3 separate regions of the Pan troglodytes genome follow, and all the other regions are linked to region 1. Evidence: chromatin contacts called from public HiChIP or PLAC-seq data. All regions are on one chromosome and are shown on one strand. The core of a region is the stretch at or near the end of the contact, and the rest is flanking DNA. Distances in the headings are between cores, read along the strand shown.

Region 1 (2,700 bases), core at 72-2,571:
CAAAATGGGGATGGTCTTAGTAACCTGAAAAATACACATACAGAAATTACTCTTATACAGCACCAGTTCACAGACACGCCTGTAAATTCCCTGAGTTAAATATCTATAATATAGAAACAAACTTTGATTAGGTGATGCTGAAAGTTTAAGTACCTAAAAATACCTATCACCCAGCAGCTATTGAACAGTGCCTCCAAGTCCTGCTTTAAAAAATGATTTTATTGGCCAGGCGCAGTGGCTCACGCCTATAACCTAGCACTTTTGGAGGCTGATGTGGGCGGATCACCTGAGGTCAGAGTTCGAGACCAGCCTGGCCAGCATGGCGAAACCCTGTCTCTACTAAAAAATGCAAAAATTACCCGGGCGTGGTGGTGCACACCTGTAATCCCAGCTACTCAGGAGGCTGAGGCAGGAGAATTGCTTGAACCCAGAAGGTGGAGGTTGCAGTCAGCCAAGATCGTGCCACTTCACTCCAGCCTGGGCGACAGAGCAAGACCCTATCTCCAAAAAATAAAATAAAATAAAATAAAAGAGTTTATTGCCTGTTTCCAACAATTCTCTGCAGGAAAAAAATCCAATGATTATATCCATTTCGTTGCGAATAAGACGGGCACCAGTTTATCTATGTACCTGAGGAAATGCTATGGAAATGGTATTTTTCAATTTTATTCATCAGTATATTAATAAATATATGACTGAATAATTCATACTGAATTCAGATCAGTTGGAGGGGGGCTATAAATGCAAATTAGCTGAGGATTTAATGTGCGTAGGAGGTGTATAGGGGGTTAGAGGACCTTTTAAATTCCCCCAGTAGTTGTGGACTCGGTGGCTCTATGTCTTTGCTATTCATTTTTAAATAGGTCAATGAAAGAGAGGAAAGGCCTGCAGTGTGTGGGGATCAGGAAGAAGGCGGATAAAAGAAAAGGGGGAAACTAGTCTGTTATTCAAGGGAACTGGCTTTCACTTGTGGTTTCTCCTGTTTGGCTTGAACAAATCATTTCACCATCTTGGGCTTCCGTTTCGATATTGGGTGGGGAGGAGCGGGTGTTACGAGATCTCTCAGTTGTCTTGCTGCTTTCTTTCTTCGTGAGCCCTCCCCAAGTTGATTTAACAAATACTCTATGACCTAGAGTCCTAGAGTGTAAATACCACAGTCCAGGTGAGCGTTCCGCGGGCCTCCTTGCGCATGCGCTGAAGGGGCACCCTCGCGTTAAGGCCCGAATTTTGCCTCTTCTGCGCACGCGCTCCTTTTAAATTCCCCACCTGTCAGAGAGAAGCAGGACTTCCTGTACTTTTTAGAGCGACTGCCGGAAGTGACTGCGGACGAATCGGCGTTTGGCGAGGCTGGCATAGATTTGGCTGTCTCCGCTCATAGCTGCTTTTGGCGCGAAAGATGCCGGGTCTGGTTGACTCAAACCCTGCCCCGCCTGAGTCTCAGGAGAAGAAGCCGCTGAAGCCCTGCTGCGCTTGCCCGGAGACCAAGAAGGCGCGCGATGCGTGGTCAGTGCGCAGCCGGAGAGGGCGCGGCCGACGAGCCCCGGGCCGCGGCCTGTGCCTTCCGGTGCCTATGCCCTACGGCCTCTGCCCTCTGCCTTCTGCCCTCTGCGCTCTGCCTTCTGCCCTCTGCCCTCTTCCTTCCCCCCTTCCCCCACTCCTCCTCCCTGTCTGCCCCCGCCCCGCCCCATTGCGGCGCTCTGGAGATAATTATTGGGCCTTGTAGGTTTCGTGGTCGGGTCTCTGTTGACTTATCCCGTAGCTTAGTCCCCGGAAACGATGGAGAGAGAGGAGAACGGCAAGCTTCAACCACTCATTCCTTCCTACAAATGTGTTTTGAGTATCTGTTATGGGTTAAGCACTGCGTTAGGTCCGAAGATGTAGACATGGATAAAGATGCATCTTGATATAAAGGAGCTTAAAGTTAATGGAGACATAAACCAATGACTTGTATACCACGTGGTAAGGGCTATGATAGATTTGTTAAGACCAAACAGGAAAGGTTTTCTGGTAATTTCTAAGGCTTTCTCCCAAAATTTAGAGACAGTAGGACACAGAGTGTATTCCTTACAGTTCTGAAGAGTTACGCTTCAACCCTTTTAAGGCAACCAAAAGTTGAAAATCAACCAGTCTACGACGCAGGGGACAAAGTATTAAGAATAGTTCATCTAGATTGTCAATCCACAAAAGATTTGTTCTCATTTTATATAGCCTCTCTTGTGGAGCAAATCTCATTAGAGGACGTCCTCAGATAACGTGAATGTGCATCTCTTCCTCTGGCCCCTTTTGTCTTCCCAGATAGTAGATATAAGAAAGAAATCATTAGTGCTATAATGGGATAATAAGAGTGTAGGAGCTTAGTGCTTTTATTAATCCTCAGTACTTTGTAAATAATACGGGTAGGATTGAAAGACTGCAGTCTGAACAAATTGTTCCAGTGGTAACAGTAAGTGCTGTTGAACCTTGAATAGTATGACAGCATGATTAAGAGTCTGGGATCCACAGTCAAGGTTTGAATGTTAATCCACTAACTTGGTGACCTTGAGCCTCATGTGTCTGTAAAATGACTCTAATAAAAGAAACTCCCTCCAGTATTATTGTAAAGATTAATGATACAAACCATGTCAAGTGGCTAACACAGTATACATGGCAATAAATGATCAATGAATGCTAGCTATTATCTTCACAATGATCTCACTATCC
Region 2 (2,928 bases), core at 89-2,588, 180 kb after region 1:
AAGCTACTATTTAATTCGATTTGTTACTCTCAAATGCATAAGAAGCTAGAACTGCTAATGAAGCTTCCAAGATGTCATCCTGAAACTGCTCTAACAAATAGCTGTCTTAAGTATTAAGTTACTATAAAATAATTGCCCTTCTAGGCCGGGCGCAGTCCAGCCGCGGTGGCTCAGGCCTGTAATCCTAGCACTTTGGGAGGCGGAAACAGGCAGATCACGTGAGGTCAGGAGTTCCAGACCAGCCTGGCGAATGGTGAAATCCTGTCTCTACTAAAAATACAAAAATTAGCTGGGCATGGTAGTGGGCAACTGTAATCCCAGCTACTCTGGAGGCTGAGGCAGGAGAACCGCTTGAACCTGGGAGGTGAAGAGTGCAGTGAGCCAAGATCGCACCACTGCACTCCAGCCTGGGCGATAGAGCGCGACTCAGTCTCAAAAAAAAAAAAAAAGAAAGAAAAATACGAGTTTGGGCTGGCGCGGTGGCTCACGCCTGTAATCCCAGCACTTTGGGAGGCCGAGGTAGGCGGATCGCCTAAGTCCAAGAGTTCAAGACCAGCCTAGGCAACATGGTAAGAACCCTGTCTATAAAAAATACATTTAAAAAAAAATTAGCCGGGCGTGGTGGTGCGCGCCTGTAGTCCCAATTAATCGGGAGGCTGAGGTGGGAGGATCACTTGAGTCCCAGAGGCAGAGGTTGCAGTGAGCCGAGATAGCACCACAGCACTCCAGCCTGGGCGACAGAGCAAGACCCTGTCTGGAAAAAAAAGAAAGAAAAAAGATACAAGCTTGGGTTACAAATATCAGAACCTCAACTATAATCTAAAAATGAAGCACACCATCCTTGGTGTCCTAAGGCTGACCCAGGCTGCCCACGCTGCAGGACACCGCTTTCGCGGCCCCCTACCCCACTTCACACCCTAGGCACTTTTACTCTTTGCCAAACAGCTCCCGGAGGCGGTCCCATCCAGATTCCGGGTAATAGGGCTCTGGGACGTAGGGAAGCCGCTTCTGACGCTCCTCAAGGACTTCCGAATCGGCAGTCACAGCTTCGGCAGCAAAGACTCGGGGAAATAGACACAATGCTCTACAGAGAAAGCTCCGCGGTGCCGGTGGCGGCACCTCCATGGCCTTCTCTCGACCTACGGACAAACTTGAGCGCTCAGGACTTCAAGTCCTCGCGGACGTGCCGCGGGAGAGCGTAACTGTACGAGGTGAGAATCCGTGCATTTGACCCAGGCTAACCCTCTGCCAGAGGGCTCGACACCCACACCTTCTGTCCCCGGCCTCGCTTTGGAGTCCTTGGAAATACGACACAGGAAGTCCCGCCCGACCGGGGCAAAGGCCAGGGGGCGGGGCGACGGCGAAGCCGGAGCCCAAAAGACTTCCGGTCGGGGGCGGGTTGGGCCACTGCTGTGCTGAGTGCACCCCCGGAAGTGAGTTGGCTGCCAGTAGTGAAGCTCAGCGTGGTCCCGGCAGCCCTTCGCTCCGTGTTTGTGGTTCCTGGGTCATGCAAACGGTGTCTGCGGCTACTTATATTCAGCTTGAGGTGGTCATAGGTTGAAGTAATTTATCGTATTTAAAATGCCAGGAATTAGCCGGGCATGGTGGCGGGCGCCTGTAATCCTAGCTACTCGGGAGGCTGAGGTAGGAGAATCGCTTGAACCCGGGAGGCGGAGGTTGCAGTGAGCCGAGATCACACCACTGCACTGCAGCCTGGGCAACAAGAGCGAAAATCTGTCTCAAAAAAAAAAAAAAAAAAAAAAAGGCAGGAATCCCGCTTCAGTAAGGAAGAAAGTGCAATATTCAGTGCAAGTGGAGTAGGGAAAGAGGGAAAGGCGATTTGTGCAAAAACAAGTCCAACCTACTCTGCCAACATTAGAGAAGCCTTCCAGGCTGGGCGGGGTCCGTTTGTACCTTGTCAGTTCTGCTGGAAAAAAAACGAGGCATTAGGGATGGGTGTTGGTGCCAGTTACACTAAGATTTCGAGAACACTTTTTTGAAGAATCAGCTTTTTGGCAGGTCTTCCTAAGGTGGATTTCACTCCCTTTAGTTCATATGCCTACTGCTTCTCAAAAGGCAGGAGAATTTCTGGAATTTCTATCAAGTGTTTGTATAATTTGCCGTCACTACAACCTCTGCTAACATATGCTTCGAAGTATAGTTTTCATTAAAATGAATGCATTTAAAATATTCTCAATATTCGTGTAATTTCATTCAATCCTTGTTAACAAGCATACTCCCTTATTCATTTTGCCAATCCCTTCACCTCCTTGATTCCTTTCTAGTTGTCAATCAAAATTGCCACACTGTAGTAGAATACAGTAAGTGGACTTAGGAATTTGATAGCTGGAAATGCTACACATAAGTCCCTGAGAAGTGACTGACTAGAGTGACCAGCTCAATTAGTGACAGCGCCATGAAGACTACTCTGGGATATGAGATTTGATTCAGCACTCATCGTAGCACTTACAACACTGCATCATAATTTCCTATTAATCTGTCTCAATAAACTATCCTTGAGATCACAGACCAAATATATTCATCTCTGTATCTCCAGGACCTAGGACTGCAGTAGGTGCTCAGTATTTGTTGAATAATTCAGATCCCCTGACTTCTGGCTCTGGATTACTGCTTATCCCATGTTAGGTAGAAGTGGGCACCAAGATAAGTTACCAAGGCCTGAAAGCCCAAGAAAATGGCTGTACAGTCTGTTTCTAACCTATACGTAGAAAAAGCTAAATGCATAAGATGACCCCAGAATTATTCTGGGGTGAAGGAGGACTTGAAATGGGTAGGAGGGTTTGGGTGGGTGTTGGGAAGATACTGACACAATCACTTATGTACAACTCAAATGCCCCAGGATTCACTAGCCTGTAGATGAGGTAATATTAACAGGCAAATTTTAAATTCCATAACTTGTTTCTCATT
Region 3 (2,700 bases), core at 64-2,563, 210 kb after region 1:
TTCCTCAACAATATTTATCGAGCACGCACTGAGAGCTAGCACCAGGGAGACAACAGCAAATAAGACACAGACCCTGACCTCAGGAAGCTTGCAGCCCAGTGGGAAAAACAGATGCACATGCACTGAATCCCGCAGTGAGTCAGTGGTTAGGTTGACACCACCTGAGCCTTTCCCATGCCAGAGCATTTTTATTCCCCAGAAATAGAAAAACATCCTTGCCTTTCTGACCACTGCAACCAAAATCTCTCAAGGATGTTAGAATACTTCCTGTGACAGCAACTAAACTCTCAAAGACACATCAAAGAAAAGAACTCACCCATGGTAGCAGCTGCAGTTTTGACTTGAACATGGTTCGTAATTCTCCAAAGACCTGTTAATTTGGTCAATAAATACTTTCCATTTTGAACCTTTAAAAAGTGAAGTAAATGAGAATTTAAAAAATTTTCCTGAACGTTATTTGCTGACACCACACCAACAGAAGAAACAGAAGACCAAAACTTTCAGAAATCCCCTTCCCATCCCACTGATGGAAACGAAACGCTAGGGAGGAATTTTTGTGTGTACAACTCCCACGCTCACGTCAAGTCTGTTCCTCTATCCGGCTGTCAGGTGTCCAAGAAACTGGAAAATTCCCAAGCTTAATGCTCAACCCTCAGAATGCTATGGATAGTGACGCGGACTCTCACTTTCTACTAATCAAATTGAACTCCACAAAGAGGATCAGTTAAAAGCTACAGACATTAAACCCCTCTTCTCTTCTGGCAACGCATATACACACACGCTCGCGCGCACGACATTTGCCCCCATCCCCGACCCCTCAGTGTTTCAGGCAGGTCCAGAGTAGCCAAGCACGGGCGACGCCTCCTGCGGGTGAACGGGGAATTCCCTCTCCTCCCTGTCATTCTGAATTCCGGGGAATGGGTTACTCTCCAGGGTCCAGAGCAGGAGCAGAGACCCCGGCACCTCACTCTCCGCCGCAAGGCGCCCCGGTGCCTTCTGCCCAGCTCCGAGCTACAGCGGCCACGGCATCTTCCCGGGAGCCGGCCGCGCGGGGGAGCGCCTCGGGACTCCGGCCAGACCCCGAGCCCAAGGGGCAGGCTCGGCACTGCCCGGAGCCCACCTGACTCCTTCTGGCGGCCCTGCGCTGAGGGCAGGAGGAACAACAGCAGCCAGAGCCGAAGCGGCGAGCTAGCCCACCACTCCATCGCCGGCGGACCTACTGCAGATTCCCCGCTGCGGCGCTGGCGGAAGCGCGGCCCCGCACAAAGATGGCCCGGGAGCCGCAGCACGTGGGCGGCGGGTCGCCCCGCACAAAGATGGCCACCGTGGCCCCACCACCCTTCCTCCAGTCCCCAGCCTTGAGGCGGAGTTTCCCTGAGAAGGCTGCGCCGGGAAGGTGGGGAGAATAAACGAATGGACCAGTTGCCTATCCTCCCTCCCTGGCACCCCTGGGAAAATAGGTCTGCAGCCAGAAAACTGAAGGTCAGAGAGGGTATGTTTCACGGTTAGTGGCACAACCAAGACTTGGCATAGAGCCTAGGCCAAACAGTTCTTCTCTTGACGTCAAATTGCCTCTTATCAAATAGCATAAATTTGTTGAGCGTGTGTGTGTGTGTGTGTGTGTGTGTGTGTGTGTGTGTGTGTACAGCACGGTTAGACCCCAAAGGTTGCAATTAGCATAGCAGGGATCCCTTTGTAATAGGAATTTATAACAGTTGGGGTGACTTAGACGTAGGAAAAAAGATCAATGGTGTTAAATAAAGTTTATGGGAGGTCGTTGTTTTGGACAGAACTCTGGCACTAGGCCTCAAGAGAGCAGACAAAACCAGAATGGAGGCAACTTGTCCTAGGTGCCGCGTAATTAAACTCAGCTTTAAAAGGGGTCAGTTTTCCAACAAATAGGAGAAGGGGCCCATATACCTGAGCTGGCATGATAAAGAAGTCCCCTCTGATGTAACTCTTGGAGGAAAGTAACTTCAAAATGACCAATCTGCTTTTTGTTCCTTATTTCTGCTTTCTTCAGCCCTTTTCTGCCTATAAGCCCAACCTCTTCTGCTCAGCTCATTAGAACACTTTTCTGTTTTATAGATGAGATGCTGCCTGATTCATGAATCACTAATAAAAGCCAATTCGATTTTTTTTTTTTTGAGACAGAGGACAGTCTAACTCTGTTGCCCAGGCTGGAGTGCAGTGGCACAATCTTGGCTCACTGCGACGTCTGCCTCCCAGGTTCAAGCAATTCTTCTGTCTCAGTCTCCCGAGTAGCTGGGATTACAGGAGTGTGTCACCATGCCCGGGTAATTTTTGTATTTTTAGTAAAGACAGGGTTTCACCATGTTGGCCAGATTGGTCTCAAACTCCTGACCTCAGGTGATCTGCCCACCTCGGCCTCCCAAAGTGCTGGGATTACAGGCATGAGCCACCATGCCTGGCCAAGAACTTTAAACTAAATTTGATGAAATTTTGTTTCTTGACAGTGGGTAACATGATACTGGACAATATAGGTATATAGTATAGTACAGGTATATATCTTTATACAGGTATACATAGGTCAGTGTAGATATATTTAGTGATCATAGAACTACAAATATTTATCTATTTTCTTTTCTTTTTTTTTTTTTTTTTTTTGAGATGGAGTTTCGCTCTTGTTGCCCAGGCTGGAGTGCAATGGCTCAATATTGGCTCACCGCAACCTCCGCC

The links. HiChIP or PLAC-seq counts read pairs in DNA pulled down with a chosen protein or histone mark.
Region 2: an H3K4me3 HiChIP or PLAC-seq map of stem cell-derived excitatory neurons shows a contact between it and region 1, with 6 times the contacts expected there. The contact joins the promoter of TIMMDC1 here to the promoter of COX17 in region 1. A contact is called at or near these places in 1 of 7 Hi-C or Micro-C datasets (stem cell-derived neural progenitor cells) and 1 of 1 datasets of contacts at active chromatin or transcription factors (stem cell-derived excitatory neurons).
Region 3: an H3K4me3 HiChIP or PLAC-seq map of stem cell-derived excitatory neurons shows a contact between it and region 1, with 5 times the contacts expected there. The contact joins the promoter of POGLUT1 here to the promoter of COX17 in region 1. A contact is called at or near these places in 1 of 7 Hi-C or Micro-C datasets (stem cell-derived neural progenitor cells) and 1 of 1 datasets of contacts at active chromatin or transcription factors (stem cell-derived excitatory neurons).

Annotation. Positions count from the first base shown.
Region 1 is chr2:122,979,969-122,982,668 of NHGRI_mPanTro3-v2.0_pri, reverse strand. COX17 (cytochrome c oxidase copper chaperone COX17) reads left to right here and starts at 1,321. Exons shown (of 3, transcript NM_001252540.1): 1 at 1,321-1,503. The coding sequence starts at 1,397.
Region 2 is chr2:122,804,224-122,807,151 of NHGRI_mPanTro3-v2.0_pri, reverse strand. TIMMDC1 (translocase of inner mitochondrial membrane domain containing 1) reads right to left here and starts at 1,338. Exons shown (of 7, transcript NM_001243911.1): 1 at 932-1,338. The coding sequence starts at 1,125.
Region 3 is chr2:122,774,489-122,777,188 of NHGRI_mPanTro3-v2.0_pri, reverse strand. It overlaps POGLUT1 (protein O-glucosyltransferase 1), which reads right to left and starts at 1,313. Exons shown (of 11, transcript XM_516666.9): 1 at 1,121-1,313; 2 at 317-407. The coding sequence starts at 1,205.